Linked DNA regions of Mus musculus: region 2 is linked to region 1. The links are chromatin contacts, called in public Micro-C maps. All regions are on one chromosome and are shown on one strand. Each heading gives the region's core, a stretch centred on a gene start, on an enhancer-like site or on the middle of the called end of the contact. The rest is flanking DNA. Distances are from core to core; before and after follow the strand shown. Region 1 holds the start of Igtp (interferon gamma induced GTPase). Region 2 holds the start of Fam183b (family with sequence similarity 183, member B).

The links. Hi-C and Micro-C count contacts between places; a contact is called where the count stands out from the background.
Region 2: a contact with region 1 is called in a Micro-C map of embryonic stem cells, with 2.0 times the contacts expected there. The contact joins the promoter of Fam183b here to the promoter of Igtp in region 1. A contact is called at or near these places in 2 of 39 promoter capture datasets (cranial neural crest and hippocampal neurons) and 1 of 484 Hi-C or Micro-C datasets (embryonic stem cells).

The regions. Positions count from the first base shown.
Region 1 is chr11:58,195,358-58,202,197 of GRCm38.p6, forward strand. It overlaps Igtp (interferon gamma induced GTPase), which reads left to right and starts at 4,199. Exons shown (of 3, transcript NM_018738.4): 1 at 4,199-4,422; 2 at 6,111-6,360. The coding sequence starts at 6,322.
Region 2 is chr11:58,799,375-58,805,924 of GRCm38.p6, forward strand. Fam183b (family with sequence similarity 183, member B) reads right to left here and starts at 2,586. Exons shown (of 4, transcript NM_029283.3): 1 at 2,387-2,586. The coding sequence starts at 2,519.

The DNA.
Region 1 (6,840 bases), core at 2,949-5,448:
AGGCCGGCTAGCCTGGGGGAACAGACAGGTTAAACAACAGTGAGATCCTGTCTCAAAATTCGGTAGAGGTGAGTATGAACACCATATACACACCGTGGCACGTGTGCACCTGCTTGCGCGCACACGAACACACACAAATATATGCAGATTTAAAGATAGTACAGACTATGAAGAGCTGCTGCCATTCCCTGCTATGGACATGGCTCAGTGATTAAGAGAACTTAAGCGCACCTCACCCCACCCCCAGCCCCTCTAAAGTTGCCTGACATTCATCGCTCAGAAAAGTTGGGGCTCCTTGCTGTTCAATAAGCAGCCTCAGCCTGGTGAGGCCGAGCCTTTGCTTCTCTGGCTCATTGTCACCTTTCTTACATTTTGGCCATCCGGACAAACCTCTGAAAATGTAAATTCCATTTCAGCATGCCACACTAGCACTCATGAAGGCCATGCGGGCGAGCAGAGAACTCCTGAGTTTTGAGGGGAGGTTGAGCTCAGGAGGAAGTAGTCTGTGTCCCTTAACCCAATCTGTGTCACTTCTAGCTCCCGAAAGCCACCTGGTTACCAGCACGTAGATAAATGGAGATCTATTATTTTCAACAACAGCAACAACAAGTTTCTTTTGGCTAACTTACATCCCAAATTATTGAGAATAGGGCTAACTACTCCAAGGGGCTGTCAGGGTGTAGGGACATGTTCACCAGTTTTACTGCACACACATCTGGGTCATTATCTAATCTGAGAGTAGAAGCAGGAGGAGGAGGAGGAGGAGGAGGAGGAGAGCTCATCTTTGGACCTCACCATGAACTTTTCCCTTACTTTGAATTGGGGAGCAGCTAGCTTTATGATAACTGGGACCCTGACTCTGGCACTTTGTGAGGTGAGACGTGCAGAGAGCCACCTTTGTCCCAAGAAGAGCAGGGAATCAATGCCCTCAGAGCCACAGAGCATTTCTGTGTCACAGGGAGACAACTGGAGTATGAGTTGGGGTCAGATGTAGGAACCAGGTCAATGAGACACCAAATCTGTCTGATCTGGAGCTAAGACCTCCCTTTCTCACCTCAATCTTTGAGAGACACCAGGATCCTTTCTTTAGTTTCAAAGCAAATGACAGGTGACTTCATTAACATGGACCACCAGAAAGGGAAGGCTCTATCGAAGTCTGCCTGTATATAGGCACATGCATGCATGCATATGTGCATTATTTTCATGTGTGACACATGACCCACAGCATGTAGCTTCATGCAAACACCTGGGAGTGGGTACAGCACCCACATCCCTGGACAGTGTCAGCGATGCTCAGGACAGCAGAGCACACAGCAGAGCTGACAAGCCAGATCTTCAGTGTATGTAACACAGGGATTCACCCCTGAGCCTCTTCACATCTTGCTGAGCGAAGGCAACAAGTAAGAGGTGATGGATTTTGAGGTGACTAGTTCCTGTACTTCTGTGGGGAGATGATGTACAAACATAGCTCCTATGAGGTTAACCATGTCCAGGAGGGTACATAGTCCTGGTCCCGGGATGAAACTCTAACTCCAGACTGCCCCAGCTGGGAGCCGAGTTCTGGGTAAATGGCTTCTTCAAGAACAGGCTACATGTGCTCTGCATACCCTGTGTCCACACGCTGCATCTGCTGAGTCCCTTTGCCATGGACTTTTATCTGGTGTCCAGTCCATAAATACACGCTGCCGTGCCAGCCAGGGTCCCTCTCAGAGATCACTGGCTATACTCATGGGAGGCATGCTTGAGTGGCGATAGCTCCCAAGGTGGAATGCTGGGATCATTAAAATGTAAGAATCTAAAACATCTTCCTGAACTTGGGGACCAACTCCACTTGGCTCATGCAGACACTACATTTAGAACAGGAAATGGAAACCCCTAGTGCCAGGGAACTGTGTGGGTAACTGTTTACAGCAGCATTCTTTCCTTAGGCTTTGAGGGGGAACAGAGAGGGGAAGAGAGGGGGCAGGGCCTCTAGTTGTTTCTAAAAAAAAAATCACATATACAGGAATTGGGGTGTGAACATGGGCCACAATTGTTCCCTTCTTTCCTCCCTCCCTTCCTCTCTCCCTCTCTCTCTTCCTTCCTTCTTTCCTTCCTTCCTCTCTTCTTTTCTTCCTTCTTTCCTTCCTTCCTCTCTCTTCTTTCCTTCCTTCTTTTCTTCCTTCCTTCTTTCCCCTTCCTTCCTTCCTTCCTTCCTTCCTTCCTTCCTTCCTTCCTTCCTTCCTTCCTTCCTTCCTTTCTCCCTCCCTCCCCCCCTCTCTCACTCTCTCTTTCCTTCCTTTGTTTTTGAAACAGGGTTTCCTTGTGTAGCTCTAGCTGTCCTGGAACTTGATCTGTAGACCAGGCTGACCTCGAACTCAAGAGATCCTCCTGCCTCTGCCTCCTGAGTGCCTGGTTTGTTTAGATTCTTACGAAACTGACATCTCCCTGTAGCCCAGCAGGGACAGGAGTCTGCTTCTTGTTCTTGCTCTGGTGACAGTCGGGAAGCAGAGGCCAGCTATAAAGGCAAAGGGTAGAAAAGAATACAGGTGGATAGTGGCAATCCTGCTGATGTCCCCTGATGTGGCGAATGTTCCTCACACAGGAGAGATCGTTGGGAAGTTCGCATGCACAGCAGTCACCTTTGGGTCTCAGGGACAGAGACAGCCTGGTCCTAGGGGTCTGTTATACCTTCTTTGTAAATCATCACCTGTGTATGCACACACATATGGAGGCTACAGGACAACTTTGTCTGTCTTTCCTCAGAGGTTCTCCACCTTGTTTATTGACACAAAGTCTCTCACTGTAACTGGGGCTTACCAAATAGTCTAGGCTGGCTGGCCATCAGCCTATCTCCGTACTGGAGTTACTAGTACATATCACCACGTCTAACTTTTGACATGGGATCTGGAGGATTGAACTCAGGTCCCTGTGTGTGCACTGTAAGCACCTTACTGACTTCATCTCCCCAGCCTGTCAATCATCTATTGACCAAGTTCATCGATCAGGAACACTCCTGTGCAAGGGCATCTTGCAGAGTGCTGCCTGCTGTCATTTTCTGAGCGAGAGAAGTCACAGGTGGCAGAGACACTTAAAAATGAGATGACTTAGCAGGTAAAAGCACTGACTGCTCTTCCGAAGGTCCTGAATTCAAATCCCAGCAACCACATGGTGGCTCACAACCATCTGTATTAAGATCTGATGCCCAGGCCGGGAGAGGTGGCCACGCCTTTAATCCCAGCACTTGGGAGGCAGAGGCAGGCGAATTTCTGAGCTCAAGGCCAGCCTGGTCTACAGAGTGAGTTCCAAGACAGTCAGAGCTATACAGAGAAATGTCCTGTAACTCCGGTTGCACGGGTTCCAACTCTCTGCTCCGACCTCCGAGGCTCATGCACATGCACACCTATTGAAGGGAGGGATGGGGGAGGGAGGGAGTCAGGATGTTAGGGACAGTGAGTGAAAATGAAAGACCAGGTCAGTAAATGGCCTGGGGTGGGGGGAGCCCTGGGGGCATGGACTGTGCAAATGAGCACACACTTCCCATCAGCCACTTACCCTGCTAAGCAATTACACAGGGAAACTAGCCCATTCCCCTCTACCTGGGCACTCAGTGGTCCAGGGCATCACTGTACACAAAAAAAAAAGGAGAGGGGGAGGGGGAGAGGGGGGAGGGGGAGGGGGGAGGGGGAGGGGGGGAGAGTGTTTATTTTTATTTTTTGGTTTTTGTTTTGCTTTGTTTTAAATATTTTTCCTGAACTCAAGAGAAACCGGTGGGCAGAAGGAGACCACTTAAAGGTGGCATATTCTGCCGCATACTTTGATCCTGGGGAGACGACAGAATTGGAACAGGGCAGAGTAGGTGGAATTTCTGCCCCTGAGCTGAGTGGGCGGGAAGGAGCGAGTAGACAATGAGAAGCGACAGAAGCCCCAAGGAGCAGCAATGAAGGGCGAGTAGTTCTCCAAGGACCAAGTTCGCTGGGTCTCAACATGGTGCCATCATTAAGAGGGGCTCCGGAAAGGAGGTAGCAGGGTCAGACAAGGCAGCTCTGACCGAAGTCTGAATGGCAGGCTTCACGGGCAGACTTCTGACCTCTATACCTGGAATCTGGCCCAGTTACCCCTCTCTTTGAAGAAGAACGTGGCCTCTGAGTGCTAACTCCCGAAAACTAGCCATTTCTAGGAACTGAAACTGAAAGCTGTTCGGGCATCAGGCCCCGCCCCTTGGGGAGGAGGCAGGCAGGGCTCACGCCTAGAAGTTGGGGACTTACATCTGGGCCAACATAGATAGAGCAGGGTCTGAGAGGAAACCTAGGAGCTCAGGCTGCCCTTCAGCTGCTCCTGCCTCTTCTAATCGCTCTTCCCCACAGGACCCTGCCCCACCACACTTCTCTCTCTCCTGACCGTCCTGAGCCTGGATTGCAGCTTTGTAAGGCTTCTGAGCAGGTAGGTGAGGGGCTCCTGCTTGGCCTATAAACCTGCTCAGGGCAGGGGAGTCTGGGGTCAGGTGTTCCTCTGGGGCACCCTGTGCAGCAGGCACCCTCCTGCACTGTCTTCAGGATCGGAGTGCATGGTGTCTGGCTGAATCAAGTCCTTCCAATTCACCAGAGAGAAGCAGTGTGCTTCTTTTTTTACCTGGGTATCCCTGGGTTTGTGGGTCTTCTGAGGGAGCCTAGTTAAGAGAAAACAGGTGGGATTTTACTCAAATTCTCTTGGCCACTACTTCGATGACCCCTCAGGGGCCAGAGTCCAGGATCAGAACAGCCCACAGGTAATATTGGAACATTCTGGAATTGTGTAATGTGCATCTGTTCTCCATGTGCGACACGCAGGGGCTAGAACTCTGGCTTGGAAGGCTGGGTTCATAAGGAAACTTTTTGTCTAACTCTGTTGGGCATTATCTATCTGCCTTGGAGACGCTGGTTCTTCATCTGCCAGCATTTAATTTAATCTTTTGGAAGAGAGTATAACAAAATGCAACCCGACGGAACATAGTAACATAGGCAACCAATGGGCTGCCACTTCCACTGTGTATGTGACCTTTTTTGTGCAGGTGTGTGTGAGACTATTGCATTTGTGTGTGGGCCCGAGTGTCTGCTTGCCAGTGTGTATGTGTGTATAATCCAGAGGCTGACATTAGGGTGTCTTCCTCAGTCACTCTCCAATTTATTTCATTTTATTGAAATAGAATCTCTCAGTGAACCTCTTGGCTAGACTGACTGGCTGGCCAGCAAGCCCTCTGGGATCCTCCTCTGGACCTCCACCTCTCCAGCTAGGGTATTTTAGGCATGAGTATTGAAACTGGCTTTTATGTGGATGCCAGGGGTTCAAACTCCTGCTTGTGAGGCCAGTGCTTTCTTCATTGAGGCATCTCTTTCCCCCCCTTTCCCCAGAGTATTTAGAGAGATCTGGATCTTTATGGAGAATTGTAGTCAGCTTTAGATCAACCAGAAGCGTGACCAGGAACTGCTTTGTATAATTCAAGATGTCTTTCTTCTCTCCTTTCTTCCTTTCTTTTCTTTTTTCTTTCCTTGTCTTTCTTTTTGTTGGTTTTTTTTTTTTCTTGAACAGTCCACGGGGGCTTTTTATTTATGTTTTACACCTCTATAAAAAGGTGGCACACGCCTTTAATTCCAGCACTTGGGAGGCAGAGGCAGGCGGATTTCTGAGTTCGAGGACAGCCAGGGCTACACAGAGAAACCCTGTCTCGAAAAACCAAAAAAAAAAAAAAAAAAAAAAAAGAATCCCGGGATTTCCCCCCTCTGTGTGTTTTCGTCTTGCTTCTTCATGGTCCAGTACGGTGAAGCCACACTGACAGGTGGGAGCAGGTCCGCACTTGTTCAGCCTGCCTTTGGGGCCCACAGTAGTCCCCAGCTCTGAGATCATCAATGATTTAAAATTCGCCAATGTAGCTTTGCTTCATCATCTCAGTTAGGACCTGAGCGATGCCTTGGCCCACGGCCCGACGAGTGCCTGGCATTTGCCTCTCTTCTCAGCTGTTCTTGAGAGCACCCGCCGGGGCATGCACACCACAAGCAAGCTCACGGAGAGATGGCAGAAAGAGCTCCTTGTGGTTTCTGACAATACATTTTCCTCATCTGTCATCAGTTGTTGTAAAATCGTTTTTCTAACAGGTTCTGAAGGAGAGTAAAGAGTGCAAGGCCTAGAGCAGACCCACAGAGTTCAGGCCCACAGACATAGACCTTCATACTCCATAAAGTTGAAGAGAGAAGAAAGAAGCCGAGGACCACCGGCCCAGCCATTTTAGCTGAGACTCCAGAGCGTTCACTCAGACAGCGGAGAGCTGTGGAGAGAGAGAGAGAGAGAGCAGGGCACACACGTCCCATGGATTTAGTCACAAAGTTGCCACAAAATATCTGGAAGGTGAGTAGCATGGCTTGCCTGATGTACCGATGAGAAAACTGAGACTTCAGAAACTGGTTGGGCTGGCAGGGAGTTGGATGAGGCTTCAAACACAGGTTGGGGCTCTTGGCTGAACTCCTCCGTTCTGAGCTTATGTCCAGGCCCAGCCACTGTGTGAGTGGCTGCAGACAGTGCTCTGGGGGGAGAGATGAACTCACTTCAGGAAGGGAACAAAGGGAGGAAACATCCCAGGAGAGAGGACTGAGGAGAGAGGCCACCCGGGACAGGAGGGGAGGCCACCGAGGAAAGGAGTAAAGAGAGACGCTAGCCCAGGAGAGAACTGGGTGGGGCCATCCCAGGGAACTAATCAACACTCAGAAGTTGTTCCCTGGAAGTGGTCCCACAGCTAGAACGGTGGCTTTTTGGTGCAGACACTGGGCTCTTCAGTGTAAGGATGGGAAAAGTATCCTTCATGGGATACAGGTACACACTACATGAATC
Region 2 (6,550 bases), core at 1,336-3,835, 600 kb after region 1:
GGGAGCTGGTGAAGAGCAACGGGAATGAGCAAGGAGATGGGATCCAGTTTGTCTTGGACCTCATTGGCCATTTTCCTCCCAGCCACACATCCCGACACCTAAGATATGCATTTGTGTCACTCTCTTTGCCATGTCCAGTATATTAGCAAAATCCTTATGGAGGACAGCAAGCACCAACACACTGCAGTGAATTCCCATTTTATTCCAGTGGACCCAGGGAGTCTGGGCCAGGAGACAGCAGTGTCTGAGAAAGCTGTCATCTTAAGTCTTAGAATGGACAATGTTTAAACAGAGCTGGAGAATAGTCCTCCTGACGTTAGTGGTCAGGGATCCTGGTGAAAACTAGGTTACAGACGGGCAAAGTGAAGTCTCCGCACTTTCTGCAGACAGCCAGGCTGCTGTGCACTATGGCTAAGGAGGGGCAGACACTGGGGACAAGGAACACGTACATATAGGAGATGGTCTGACACGTTTAGAAAATCTATTTCTACAGAAATGAAAGGAGGAAGGACTGTGGGGGCGGGGTCTGCTACAGAGCAGAGTGGGAACTAGGGCTTTACTGAAGGATCTTGGGTAGCATGGGATGGATGCGACTCCATGTAGGTGTTCAGAATGGGTGGAGCTGGATAGGAACCAGAGCCAGAACCAATAGAACCTTACAGGCTGGTGGGTTGAAATTCTGCTCAGAAACTGCAGGAGGCAACTAAAATGTTTACAAAGTGACTAGTCCTCTCTGGTCTTTTAATATATGTAGCAAAAATAGGAGTGGGGCGTGGGGGAGGGGGTGGGTGGAAGGTTGCTGCTTGGAGGAGAGTAGCTTAGAGTCCCTCAGACTATCTCAAACCCTTGTGGGGCTTCAAACACTCTATTAGAAAGTGAATGGCCAGGGAGCTCTGGGGGTACTGGTTAGTTCATATTGTTGGTCCTCCTATGGGGCTGCAAACCCCTTCAGCTCCTTAGGTACTTTCTCTAGCTCCTTCCTTGGGGACCCTGTGCTCCATCATCTAATGGATGACTGTGAGCATTCACTTCTGTATTTGTCAGGCACTGGCAGAACCTCTCATGCAACAGCTATATCAGGTTCCTGTCAGCAAGCTCTTCTTGGCATCTGCAATAGTGTCTGGGTTTGGTAGTTGTTTGTGGGATGGATCCCCAGGTGGGGCAGTCTCTGGATGGCCATGCCTTCAGTCTCTGCTCCGAACTTTGTCTCTGTAACTCCTTCCATGGGTATTTTGTTCCCCCCTTCTAAGAAGGATGGAAGTATCCACACTTTGGTCTTCCTTCTTCTTGAGTTTCATGTGTTTTGCAAATTGTATCTTGGGTATTCTGATCAAAGAAAACACATGGAGGGACTCGTGGTTCTAGCTGCATATGCAGCAGAGGATGGCCTAGTCGGTCATTAATGGGATGAGAGGCCCTTGGTCCTGTAAAGGTTCTATGCCCCAGTATAAGGGACTGCCAGGGCCAGGAAGCAGACGTGGGTGGGTGGGGAGCAGGGGGAAAGGGGGAAGGATAGGGGATTTATGGAGGGGAAATTAGGAAAGGGGATAGCATCTGAAATGTAAATAAAGAAAATATCTAAAAGAAAAGAAAAGAAAAGAAAAGAAAAGAAAAGAAAAGAAAAGAAAAGAAAAGAAAAGAAAAAAAGAAAAGGAAAGAAGGTGAATGGCCTAAATGGATAGAAGGTCTGTGTGTGCATTCTGACCTTTTACTGGGCTGTGCAGATGTTAATTGGGAGAAGTGTGGGATGGCGGTGACCAGCATGTGCAATGAGGTGAAGTGGTATCCGAATAACTGCTTACACAGGATGATTAAACCAGGCCAGCATTGCAGCAGAGGATGGGAGAGATTCACCCAGCTGCTCCAGAGAAGGCAGCTGGGAGGTGGTGGGACACATAAGTCTGTTTCAGGCCCAGAAGCATTTTCACAGAGCTCTGTGAAGTCCCAGAGGAGGGAAGCCATGGGAGGCCAGGGGGAGGGGTGACTTTGCTGGGGTCAGGGTGAGGAGGATGGTCAAGCTCTGCACCTGGTAGCCCACCACTTCTAAGTCTTAAGGAGGGCTGTAGCAAAAAAATCAAAGCAATAATAACAAACCATACAAAGACAAACCCCTTTGGGTATATTAGGAAGAGACCAAACTACTAACAAAAAGCAGACATTAAAAACCCTGGGCAATTGTTTGAAAAGCAAAACTACCCCATTAATCATCTCTCTTTATTCTACATCTAAAATGTTTAATTCTGGATGCATTTTAATGTATCTCTTGTGCCTGGGGTGACAAGGGGAGCGATTCCCTCAAAGCTTAGCTGTCTGAACTCTAAAGAGATAACCTGAGGCAGAGGACACGTGCTCTCCCACCCCTCCCAACCCTCTTGGGCCAGCTCACCCTTGCGCAGGGGATTCACGTGATACTGCGTGTACAGCTTCTGTGCCCGTAGCTCTTTGAGAAAGAGTTCCCGCAAGATCTGATTCTGGTGAACTTCATCCTGATTCTTCATCTGCCCCACACGTCCTGCCATGGCCATGTTTTTGCTCTGAGAAGTCAAGCTATCTGCCCTGCCCTTACCAGGAGAAAGGTCGTCTTCTACAGTTTCCAGGCAACGGATGTTCCTCTTGTGTTCAGGCCACAGCGTCCTTTCTGTCTCTAGGCAACAGCGCCCAGGCTCGGAGCACCACCTGCCCAGAAAGCCTTTCCCTGGCTTCTGTCCACTCCACCCCTCCCAGCTCTCAGGCTGCTGGTATCTATTAGGCCTCCTCCAATGTCCTCAGACCCAGATTCAGCCTCTGGATCTAGAGTCACCCCTGTGTCCTGTGCGCTGCTAGGAAAGAGCTGCCTTTCTTTGGACCACCCAGGAAGAAGAGGCTGAAACGTGCACCTCAGCATGACTGGTCGCTTCCTAGAGATGATTTGGGGAGGGGCCAGAGCCAATAGGTTTGAAAGTAGGTGCTCAGAATTAAAATAAACAAAAACCACCTCTAACACACACATGCACACTGGTGGGTGGGGAAACAGAAAGTAAAATAATCTGACTGGTACACGGAAACAAACAGGACCACTACCCTTCCTAACCTAAGTAATTTGACATCTTAATGATTTATTTCATTATTTTTACAACACTAGGGGTTGAACTCAGCGCTTCTGCATGCTGCGAAGCTGCTTCAGCCCTGAGCGCTATCTCCAGCCCTTCCCTTCTTATTTTAAGACAGGACCACACTAAGTTGCCCAGGCAGAGGTTGGACTTGCAATCCTCCTGCCTCCGCCTGCTGAGTTGCTGGGATAATAGGCCTGCCCCACCAGACCCAACTACTTTCAATGATTGGTTGTGGTAAAATGCACATCTTCTAAGATCTCCTGTCTTCGATATTCTCAAGCATCCGGTCCAGCTGCATGAAGTAGGGGCATAGTGTGAAACCCAGCTCTAAAACTCACCCTTAGGCAACTGTCCTCTGACACCCCACTCAACTGACAACCACCACCTTTCTTTTTATTCCTATGTTCAACCCCTAAGCATCTTCTATAACATGATTTATTTTTAAATAGCCATAAGTAACCTACAGTAGGGAAAGGATCCACCCTGGCTTTGATGAGCAGATAAACACAGATGCTAAAACGTGTGATCTTTTATCCATTCACTCATTTATGACCCAGAATGTTCGATGTGTGATAGACAGTATTGCACTCGTTAGGTGTGCGGCCATTGCTGCCCAATCCCCCACATCTATAGAAGACATCATAGTTTTTTTCTCTCGGCTTTTCTCCTCAGCCTGCTGGGCTCTTTGCCTCTTGGATACCCCACATTTATGTGAGCTCACATGCAATCGCTTTTCAAAAGCCTTAGCAGGCTGTAGAGTCCTTCTCTGTTGGTGCTTTATTGCAAACTTAGTTACTTCACTAAATGTACTTGTTTATGCCTAAGCTACCTAAGGTGAGACACATCCTCCTCCCGCCTCTCCCCTCCCCCCACCCTCACACCACATTCCCAGTCCCCAGCACAGTAGAGGCAGGTATGTGTTTGGTGTTTTGTGTGTGACTGGGTGTCTGCAGTTCTGTTTGCTTGCATCATTATATTATATAGTCCCTTAGAACATTCAGATGATTGTATCACACTGGTTTAAGTAGATCAATGCATTGCCCTTGTGACCCATGCCTGGCCCCTGTGTTCCAAGCAAGGCTAAAAACAGCCTCTTGGAGTCTTCACTGACTTCCTGAAAGTAAGAAGAAATAAAGTCTTCCAAGCAACATGGTTTGTTTGAGGAAAATTTATAAGATTTCGCTTGTACTCCATCCATACAGTGTCCTTTACCCTGAACTATTAGCCTAGCATCTGGGACGCTCCATACAGGGCTGGAGGAAGGAATCCTAGCCTAAGAAGAGATGGCTATTAAAGCACAATGAGCTATTTTTAGAGCATGGGAGATGAAGATGGCTATTTAGATGAAAGAAAAGGAAATGAATGTTTAAAATTCGCCAGCATGGGGCAAAATCAGAGGCTGGTTCGAGTGTCTGGACCAGTAGAATAGTTTGACTTCGAAGGAACAATTTGAGTGGTAAAATGTGATGCTTATGGGATATTCAGTGCCAGGGACCTTTCCCAGTGAGGGTCCAAGCTAACAGGGCAGTCAACCTGTGGAGGTGATAAGGGGTTGGCAGGGGGAGGAGTCAGGCCATGGTGCTCAGGGTGATTAGCAACCAGGCGATTTATTTCTGCAGGTCTCACAGATCAAAGATTAATGATTATCCAGGTACTACAGAATATGCGATTGATTTTTTTTTCATTACATGTCCAGGGTTACAAGTTCAGTTACAATTAGAAAATACAAACAGAACAGATTTTTGTTTTTATCATTGGCCCTATAACTCCAATTTAAAGAATCTAAAAAATGTCACCTCCCAAGAAAATGTATACATTATGTGACAGCCTGCTTTTAGGCTAGCGATGTCTGTTGTTTTAAGGCACTCCAGACAAACAGAAATTACCTAAACTGGTCTTCTAATGAATGGCAGATACTAACACCTAAATTCTTTTAGTATACATTTCATCATCTATGCTATAAAGTAGGAAAAGGTTCTTTTAGTCAATCTATCTTATTTCCTGAGTTCTATTCCTCCAGGGATAGATCCTGTATGACCTCTCTTTGTTTAAACTACATTCTCAGAGAGCTCTAAGCCTATAATAAAAAGAAACCTTGAATGTCTAACCTGTTCTCCAAGGCAGAGTTTATCAGTTGTGTCTGTTTACCCTGCACCAACTATACTGTTTGAGTTTGCTCAGGGGCTAATGCCCCAAGGAGATTCCTGGAGAAATGGCTTCATGTGCTTATCTATGCTTAATGATCTCCAGGGCACAAGGTGGACTTGGAAAATAATGACCACATAGCCTGGAGAGCATGGAATTCTGGCCACGGCGGCACTGACAGACTGGGAAGGGTGGTAGGCTTCATGGTGGGGCAGGCAGGAGGCCAAAGTTTCCTGTGGAGTGTGTGTGCTCAGAAGTAATGATGGACACCCTGAGACAGTTGTGAAATGAACTTCATCTTCATAGCCTCGTGCTTGTCCCCCTAGTCAGACCTCTCAATGATACTGTAAACTTTTTAGGTTATTGATGGTTGATGTTTTATTAGGAAGCTGGTTTAGTTACTGTATTATGTCTGTCAACAAAACACTTGACTCTTGGGAAGAAGTTTTCGAGGATGAAGGCTTCAGCAGAGCATGGCAGGGCTGGGCAGGTCACCTCAATGAGGACATTTATCACGACAGAGACACAGGAACACATAAGTCACTCATGTGTTTTAGAAAAATTGACTTTGGGCTTAAATGTAGCATTTGTTCTCCACAGAAGTCCTAGAGCTTGAAGTAAAATATTTTTAAATATATTGCTATAAAATTACAGTTGAAAAAAATAAATAAAAGTGAAGATGAAATTACTTCAGCTAGAAATAAAATCGTTAAACACTTTCAAACACCCTTTGCAAAAAAAACAAAAACCAAAGACAGATGATTTGTTTTTGTCTTTAAATATGTATATTACTTATTCTTGGCCCTCTTCCTATGGATAAGCACTCATATATACAATGATAGGTAGACAGAGACAGACAGACAGATGATAAAAAGATAGATAGATAAGCAGATAGATAGATAGATAGATAGATAGATAGATAGATAGATAGATAGATAGATAGATAGATAGATAGATAGAACAGAGAAGGCTTTTTAAAGTATCTGTAGCTCAGGTTTGAAAAGCAAAGGGAATTTTGAACCATCTCTTTCTGGGTCAAAATCTGTATCCATCTCAACCCACTCTCCTTACGTTCTCCACTTTCTCTCTGGAAAAAAAATGCTGTGGTTAAGAGAGCTTGCTGCTGCTTTTCAGAAAAGCTGAGTTGAACTCCCAGCATCCATATCAGACAGCTCACATCTGTTACAACCCCAGTTCCTGAGGATCCACTATCTTCTTTCTGGCCCCTGCAGGCACTTACAGAGAGGTAGCACACACACACACACACACACACACACACACACACACACACACACTTTTACACAAAAACAAAA